Regions from separate parts of the Mus musculus genome. Here all the other regions are linked to region 1. The links are chromatin contacts, called in public HiChIP or PLAC-seq maps. All regions are on one chromosome and are shown on one strand. Each heading gives the region's core, a stretch centred on a gene start, on an enhancer-like site or on the middle of the called end of the contact. The rest is flanking DNA. Distances are from core to core; before and after follow the strand shown. Region 1 overlaps Dlgap2 (DLG associated protein 2). Region 2 holds the start of Erich1 (glutamate rich 1). Region 3 overlaps Dlgap2 (DLG associated protein 2).

The links. HiChIP or PLAC-seq counts read pairs in DNA pulled down with a chosen protein or histone mark.
Region 2: a contact with region 1 is called in an H3K4me3 HiChIP or PLAC-seq map of forebrain, with 4 times the contacts expected there. The contact joins the promoter of Erich1 here to the enhancer-like site in region 1. A contact is called at or near these places in 1 of 39 promoter capture datasets (hippocampal neurons), 2 of 484 Hi-C or Micro-C datasets (both in cortical neurons), 5 of 115 datasets of contacts at active chromatin or transcription factors (PVALB interneurons, SST interneurons, embryonic forebrain and 2 more) and 1 of 9 other capture datasets (adipose tissue).
Region 3: an H3K4me3 HiChIP or PLAC-seq map of neural tube shows a contact between it and region 1, with 5 times the contacts expected there. The contact joins two enhancer-like sites. A contact is called at or near these places in 1 of 15 datasets of contacts at CTCF or cohesin (the NIH/3T3 cell line), 3 of 484 Hi-C or Micro-C datasets (lens fibers, nephron progenitors and uterus), 8 of 115 datasets of contacts at active chromatin or transcription factors (astrocytes, differentiating embryonic stem cells, embryonic fibroblasts and 5 more) and 1 of 9 other capture datasets (embryonic stem cells).

Annotation. Positions count from the first base shown.
Region 1 is chr8:14,380,617-14,383,228 of GRCm38.p6, reverse strand. All of the region lies in intron 3 of Dlgap2 (DLG associated protein 2), which reads right to left. Among named protein-coding and RNA genes, the nearest start is that of Gm26184, 110 kb to the right of the region's middle. Within about 2 kb of position 1,283, at least 72 of the 459 cell types and tissues checked have an H3K27ac peak or open chromatin away from gene starts, as enhancers often do. A contact at or near this core is called in PVALB interneurons, SST interneurons, cortical neurons and 4 more, where this site is marked.
Region 2 is chr8:14,089,048-14,091,659 of GRCm38.p6, reverse strand. It overlaps Erich1 (glutamate rich 1), which reads left to right and starts at 1,333. Exons shown (of 6, transcript NM_001034862.2): 1 at 1,333-1,419. The coding sequence starts at 1,398.
Region 3 is chr8:14,637,856-14,640,467 of GRCm38.p6, reverse strand. The region is part of intron 4 of Dlgap2 (DLG associated protein 2); the gene reads right to left. Among named protein-coding and RNA genes, the nearest start is that of C030037F17Rik, 130 kb to the left of the region's middle. Within about 2 kb of position 1,282, at least 53 of the 459 cell types and tissues checked have an H3K27ac peak or open chromatin away from gene starts, as enhancers often do. A contact at or near this core is called in neural tube, where this site is marked.

The sequences.
Region 1 (2,612 bases), core at 34-2,533:
GAAGTGTGCGGAGAAAGACCACACCAGGCACACCTCATCTTCATCCCTGTGGCTCGCTCACCCAGAGGAGGCTGGGGACCAGCCACATCAGCTGGACCAGCTACACAGTTCCTCGCTGCAAAGGGGAAAAAAAAAAAAAACCTTCCTGGCTGGTGTGAAGCAGTTGGCTGGGTTCTCAGAGCTCCCTGTCAGACTGTGCACTCCAAAGCACGCTTTATTCAAAAGCTCAGCAAGTCCATGACACTTGCACACCATCTCCTCCTACAAAGCCAAGGAGGGCTACTTGGGGTAAGCGCGAAATTAGTGCTTTGGAAGGGGCTTTGGTTATAAAGACCGGGCACAGACAGCTCTTCCCAGCGGGTGTCCATCCCAGCACCTCTCCCCTCTTTCATCCTATTCAACTGCAGCTGGGAAGAGCTCAAAACCCTTTACTGCACTCAGCCACACAAAGGAAGCCCTCTCCGCAGGCTTCTCTCTCTTGCTAGCCTATGAAACACAGGTTTAATGACCTAAGGTCCCTGGATTTACTCATTCCCAGGGGATCACGGAACCCACAGCCCAGTTGCCACATCTTTGCTGAAATAAAAGGAGAGCCAGCCAAAACAGTGCTTGCATTACAGACTGCTCCAGTATCTGGTGACTATCGAAATGATGGTTAATTAGAGACAGAACTTGTCTGCCTAGGACAATGCTATGGTCCTGGATTGCTGTGCAAGACCATCTCCCCCAAGTCCCCCCAGAGAATGGAGGATGCTCCCTGGATTGCAGTGCTGTCTCCTGGCTGTCACTACCATCTATCAAGACATGAGTATTTCACTTACGAAAGCAGTACAACCCTAGGTCTATGAAACAGAGCAATGAAAGAAAAAAAAAAAACATAAAAAAAAAAAAACATGCTGCAAAGTACAGAGAGGTAAGCAGCTGTCGGTTTAGCTGGTCGAGTGCTGATCAGTTAAGTATCATTTCCCAGAGGCCACGGAACTAGTAAAGTCTACATCCAAGACACAGGGAAAGTGAGAAATGAGTCACCTTTGACTTACCGAAGCGAGACTCCTGCTGCACGCCTTGCAGCATCCGAATGTGAAGTGCAAGGCAGCTCCACAGCAGATGGGAAGCTATGCACGCAGAGGCACTTCAACCTCGCTGCAAAGGAAGGAGGAGGCCAGGGTGACCAAGTGAGTGGTCACAGCTCCAGTCAGCCTCGGCTTGGACTAGGCATCCACGGTACTCTGCAAAACAGGCACACTGCAGCACGGTGGCGGGCATAGGATCCCTATGCATGTCCCATATATTCAAGCGTAATAGAAAACATGGATCTGGAGTGGATTCCATGTGGATATGGGGGCTGCCTGGCACTGAGCGCTAAACGCAAGCTCTCTGCTGGTAACAAAATTAGCCATGGAGATGGACGCCTTGATTAGAGCACAGTGCTGTCCCCCGGGACAGCAATTACGGAGAGCAGGTGCTCTGTCTCTTGCTCTTTCAGATAAATGCCTATAATCTCATTTCACAAACGATCCCTATTTAGACAGGAGCCACCTATTGTGATGATATCATTTGCTCTAGTAGCCATAAATGGGCAACTTCCTACGAAGCGTCACAGAGCTGACGACACAGGTCTTCATAAAAGTGAGTGGGCAGGGTGTTCGGAGAGGCCCGTCTACACGAGCAACTCATGCTGAAGATTCCAAGCGCCCTGGCATCTGAGAAGTTGCAGGGGAAAGAGGCAAGCCTTCCACTCCAATCTTTCAGTATACCGGACTGGGCTAAGAACCAACTGTAAGCAGGAGGGGGAATGGGAGGGCAGACCAGAGACCGCTGGCATCTACACATCCTTACACCTGCTTCAGTTGCAGGTGTCCTGGTAGAAAATAACCTGATCACTTATGTTTGAAGTACAGAAACTCCACCCGAGGAGGCAAACATTACACACAAGAATCCTAGTAGAGTTAAGGGTGTGATCTGGTAAAGATAATGAGAACCTTATGTGCCCAGTGGATGGCCAAAGGACTATGCCTAAAACCTCATAATAGCAAAGTAACTTTCTCTAAAAGCACATGCAGAATAACCAAAGAGCTTGGGTTTATTAGAGCTTTGGATTCCTCCACCGACATGTCTACAGAGACAGTGGCTGGTGATGACCAAGGATAAGAGAATAGCCATTGAGCCTGGCCACTGTGCAAATACTGCAGGAGACATTCAGAAATACTGTCCTAGAAAAACCTCCCTGGATCTCCCTGAATTACTCCAGTGGCCTGACAGCTCACTTGGAAAAGGCAGGGTTTCTGCTAGACAATTCACTATTCATAGTACTGGCTTAGGACAGGACACACTATGTTTGGACCAAATTAGACTAACATACTCCTTTAAAGTACGTTGTGGCTCAACCATTTAAGCTGCAAAGTTTATAGTGTGCTGCTACTGGTCTGAGGGAATGTGCTTCCGGACCCCAGTGGGGAATCTGTGTTGAGGTTACTCAGTGTAAAGGAGTAGCCACAGCAAAACCTTGCTTTAATATTCATGATATGCGTACAGTAAATCTGGGCTGGAGAAATAACCCAGCAGTTAAAGAGCACCAACTGCTCTTGGAGAGGTCCTGAATTCAATTCCCA
Region 2 (2,612 bases), core at 84-2,583, 290 kb after region 1:
CTACAACCTCCTTTTAACCGAGAGACAGAAGCCACTTCCTTGACATTTACATTGGGTCATTTCACTTCGAAGCTCAATGCATCAATTTTACACATCTCCGTTTGAAGTTGCTTCTTCCATGATCTTTACCAGTAAAGTAGAAGAAAGCAGCAGAGACCTATTATTAAATACTGATTTATTGATTCATTTCATGACTTATTCAAAGCACTGCTTGTCCTGCTTATTTGACAAGCATGTCTTTACTGGCTACTTGGAACATAACGACCTGGAGAAATAGCAGAAACATTGGGCTATGTTACCCTTAACAACCTGCTGACTGCCTCTTAGGCATCTGTAAAATTTCGCTTGCTTGCCCACCCCACCTTGTGGTTTTAGAGTATAAAACGCAAACAACAGACTGGAGCCCAACCAAGCCTTTCAGGAGCAACCCTGGCTTGAGTCCATCTGCGACATCTCTTCGCTTCTACTCTCACTGATGTCCGAGTGAGTGTTCCAGAGAGTCCTGCAATAGCAACAACCGCGCGCCTTCTCTCCTTCCAGATCCAAACCTGCGTTAGATAGGCTCTAAAAATGTTTTGAGCATTCTCTTCATAACATCAGGTCTTCCTCTTTCATCTTCTCAAAGATGAAACCCAAATCATTTGCTCCTGCATTATTTCCCTTCAAAGAGCCCATCTCTTTGGAATATGGTCCTTACAGTCTTCTTGGTCATGCTCCTCTATCTGACCTTTCATGAACGTTACCACCAGCTTGCAGACCATGTAGGAACTTGGCAGTCATGTTTCTGAAGACGCAGTTCAAGGGTGAAGACTCAATGTCAACAGGGAACAAGGGCTCCAGCGCGGTAACACAGCTGGTCTAAAAGCAAAGTGGAAGACGACACAATGAGAGGGATTCGTAGACGCGAAACAGATGGGAGCATCTCCAGCCGTGCAGCGGTACAACTGGCAGACGTGGTGAGGGGCGCGCGGAACGGATTGCAGGTGTCTGGGGAACCTTGCCTTGCTTCAAGCCTCCAGACCTTCCTTCTCTCCTCAGCAACCTTTCTCCAGCTTGCACTCCAAGTTCCGCAAGTGTGCAGAGCCGGTACTGTCCCCAGCTGTGTCTTGGCCCACGTCCATCACAGGGGCAAACCGCAAACCACAGGAGCAGAGCTTTCAGGCCGTCTGCCTTCCGCGCAGGCTCCAGAGCCAGGCTCCTAGAGGCAGAGTTTAAGCCACGCCCGGGCCGCATACGAACCAATCCGCCCCCGAATATGGATGATTGACATCCAGCGGCGGGGAATTCGGGTCCGGATTAGGCACTCCTAATATTGTGGGCGGGCCTACACGAGAGGAATCCGGAAGCGCCGCGCGACTGGTGGCGGCTGGGGCCAGAGATCCCGGCTGGGGTCCAGTATGTCTTCTCTTCGGAAGCAGGGTAGGCAGGAAGCGCGGAACGCGAACGGAGACTGGATCCGAGATACCCAGGGGTGGCGGACGTGGTAGGCTGATGGCCCTGAGCACTGAGGGATCGTAGGGGCTACAGGGACCTTGAGTGTCTAGGGCAAGATGGGACATGCTGGGCCCTGAGGTACCCTTCTTGTGGTGGCTTCCCCTTCCTGCTGGCTGGGTCTGGCGCTGTCGCAGCTTTTAGGGGCCTTCGTTCTCCCTGGACCACACTAGTGGAGCAGAGGCCTCACCGGACTCTGGGATCTTCTTTGCTGGGGCGGAGCTGGCGCGTGGGGATGGGGATTGGGGTGGTGGGTGGAGGACACAAGACCTAGAGTCTGGAGGATTGCCTTTACCTAGGGCAGCCAGGCCTGCAGTCATCTCTGGGTTAGTACCCTGAGGTCCTGAAGTGCAGTTCATGTGATAGGAGTAGAGAATATGAGACTTTTCTGTGTTTAAAACATGCTTCTCTCTTGTGAAATGGGAGGGAGGTGGAGGAGACGGCTAGTGGCAACTGTATATAGTTAATAAGTATCTGCTTAAAAAGCAGGAAACTAATTTCTCTGCAAGCAAGAAAACCATGAACAAATTAGTATAGTCCCCATCCTTAACTAGCGACTTTCCACTTCAGCCTCAGTGACTTAAGTTTCATCAAACTTTATGGGGGTGGGGCGGGGGGGGGGGTTGGAAGTAAGATGATCTCAGGGATCAGAAAGGACAGATATAACCCTTTCAAAACAGTCTGATCTGATGTTGTGTTTCAAGATGAACATAAGTGTTCTTTACTGAGCAGCAAAACCTTTTTCTAATCCTTGCAAGGAAGAGGATACAAACACTTTATAGGTTCAGCTGTTTCCTGGGTTGACGCCACACCCTGTGCTTTCTCTTCTTGAATTCCCTTCTATGTTCGAGATGCTTCAAAACTTGGCATTAAATGCAAGGAATTATATCATCTATAAAGCACCTCGCCAACTTTAAGACTCTTTTTAACCTCAGTAAATTAAGGTAAAATGCAGGAAAGCTTTTGGTCGTTTTAATCAGACACTAAACTACTCTCTGAAAACAGTCTCTTTTTCTGTTGAAGAGACTATATGACAGAATTATCAGGTAAAATGTAAATAGTTGAAGGATACTGTGTTTTCCAAAGAGTGGGGCTTGTGAACCCAAAACATAAACCTGGAA
Region 3 (2,612 bases), core at 33-2,532, 260 kb before region 1:
ATAAGAAAGCAAGCTGAGCAAGCCAGGGGAAGCAAGCCAGTAAGTAACATCTCTCCATAACCTCTGCATCAGCTCCGGCTTCCTGACCTGCTTGAGTTCCAGTCCTGACTTCCTTTGGTGATGAACCAAGGTGTGGAAGTGTAAGCTGAATAAATCCTTTCCTCCCCAACTTGCTTCCTGGTCATGATGTTTGTGCAGGAATAGAAACCTGACTAAGACAAGGGGGAAGGAGGTGTGTGGAGGTACGCCATGTTTACAGAATGCCTTTGTCTGTCCAGATGCCTCACATTCTTTTGTAGCTTTTCAAGGCTGTGTGACTGTTATGCAGAAGGGTTACAAGCCCCCACCCCTGAAGAGAGCTGGCTCTGCAGGTGGTGAGAACCCGGTCTGACTGTGTGTGTCCTACCCATGACTCTAACTCAGGTATTCCTTGAGTGTCTCCATCACTCAGCCCCAATACAAGGGTCCTCTCCATAGTCTATGGCTGCTGGGGACACATAGCAAATCTTCTTGGGAGCCAGTCTGTCTGCTCCATGTTTAATTAGGGTCAGCCTGAGTAAGAAGATGGCCCAGCCGAGCTGTGGACAGTTTCATCCCAGCAAATAGCCCCATCTTAACTCTCCCAAGCTTTACCCCAATGTCCGAGCGCAGACCCAACTGGGCACTGTTTCTTCAATGACCTGCAAGAAATGGTTTGGAAAAAAACAAACAAACCAGGGCTTGGTAAGTTTCCCACTCTGCTTTTCTTCTCTGAAGAAAACCCCATATTTGCGTATAGGGTTTGAGCGTGTGGCTCTCAGGGCAGAATCATTCCCTGTTTCTGATAGGTCTAGGGTTCCTGGGAGCCCCAAGTCAGTCCCAGCTTACACTCTCCTGGTGAGAAGCAGGGCAGCACACAGGCCTGCTCTACCTGCTGCCCAAGTGGCTTCATCTCCCAGCACAGAAATCCAGTTTGGGTTCTCCTCTGCCTGTGATACAGTTCTGAGCATCTCGCCTGGATGTATGTTTGAAGAAGGCCAGACTGCCCAGTCTGCCGCTTGCAGTGTCCAGAGGTCAGGAGTTCTGCTGAGTTGATGACAACTCTGCACTAAGCGTGTGGGCTAGCTGGGTGACACCCAGGGCTCACAGGCCATCAAGTGTGACTGGCTGACAGTGTCATCCACGTCTTTCTAACGTAGACTTATGGGCTGGTTCCAGAGTCCTTCTACAAAGTATTCTTTGAAATGTGCTGTAGTACCAGGCCCTGGCCAGCTGTCTGTGCAGTGAGACCCTGGGGAGCCAGCGAACACACTTGTTTACTCTCCGCCAGAGTCATGTGCAGCCCGTGGCTGGCCCTGCCTCACAGTGAAAACTGCACAGGAACCCTCTCAAGAGATCTAAAACAGGCAGAGTGATTGGGGGCTTATATCCAAGGAAATCTTTTGAGAGTTTAGAGCCTAAAGTCATTAGATCTTATGGAACAAGAGAGCAGGGAATTGGAATTTACTTCACGGTCTGTCTGTCCCCCCTTGCCTGCTTCTGAGAGCTCGGACAATTGCTGTTGAAAGTCTGTAGGGGGGTGAAACCTGGTTGGATCATAGGGTGCTGTCTATACAGAAGGACACACAACCCTTGACATAGGAATCTGAGTATTCATGGGCTAGTTTCATGTCCTTGGCACAGTCAAGTCACACCTCATGATCCAGATTCCCAGGTCCCAGCACTGGGTTATGATAGCCCACTACTCTGAATCAGATCTCAGAGCACAGAGGGAATTCCAAGTATCTGCAGGCAACAGGCAGTGGGGTGAATGGGCCACGGCTGCCCCGTTCTTTTGTTCCCCCAAATCACAACATTGCCAATATGATGCATACAGAAGAGAGCAGCGTGGTACAAGTACTTTCAATATGATGCCTTAAAACATGTACTTTTTTCCCCATTAATAAACAGTCCTGAATTTAGAAATATAAAAAGAAGATAAGGTTTAATAACTTCAACATCTTTCACTCGCCTCTCATCTCTTTTGTCCCTCAGACAGCAGTTTTAAAAGAATATGTCCCCCGGATCTTCACGGGGCAATTAAAAACAAATGTTTAGACAAGGCCCGTCTCCTCAACAGGGCTCATCTATGGCCTCTAACCCCTTGAATTCAATGTGTGCAGCCTGTCTGCGTGTTTATCTGAAGCTTGGAGCAGCTCTGGAACGCAGAGGCCATTTCTCAGGCTAAATTTGGCAGCCGCTTTTGTGGAGAAAGCAAAACAAATCCGTGAAGAATGTTATGTGTGGCAGTCTTCGTTTCACAGCTGATCTTCACAAATGTCTTCGCCAAGGGGGGATGGGTGGGGACAGACATCTGTGCCTGTCACAAGGGTGTGTGCGGAAACTGTACTGCAGGTTCAGAATACCAGGTTCAAGTCCTCCTGATCTCTGTGCGGTGACTAGCCTGTCTGAAGGCTGTGGGATCGGGGTTGCTGACAAGCATCAAAGAGCTTATGGGATGGATGTAATGGCGGTCATATTTTGTAGATGGAGTCACCACACACATAAAGAACAACTGAAACAGGTGATTACATTATATAACATATAGTATGGAGAGAAGCAAATGTTTGCCTGGCCTTCTTAGTTATATGTAT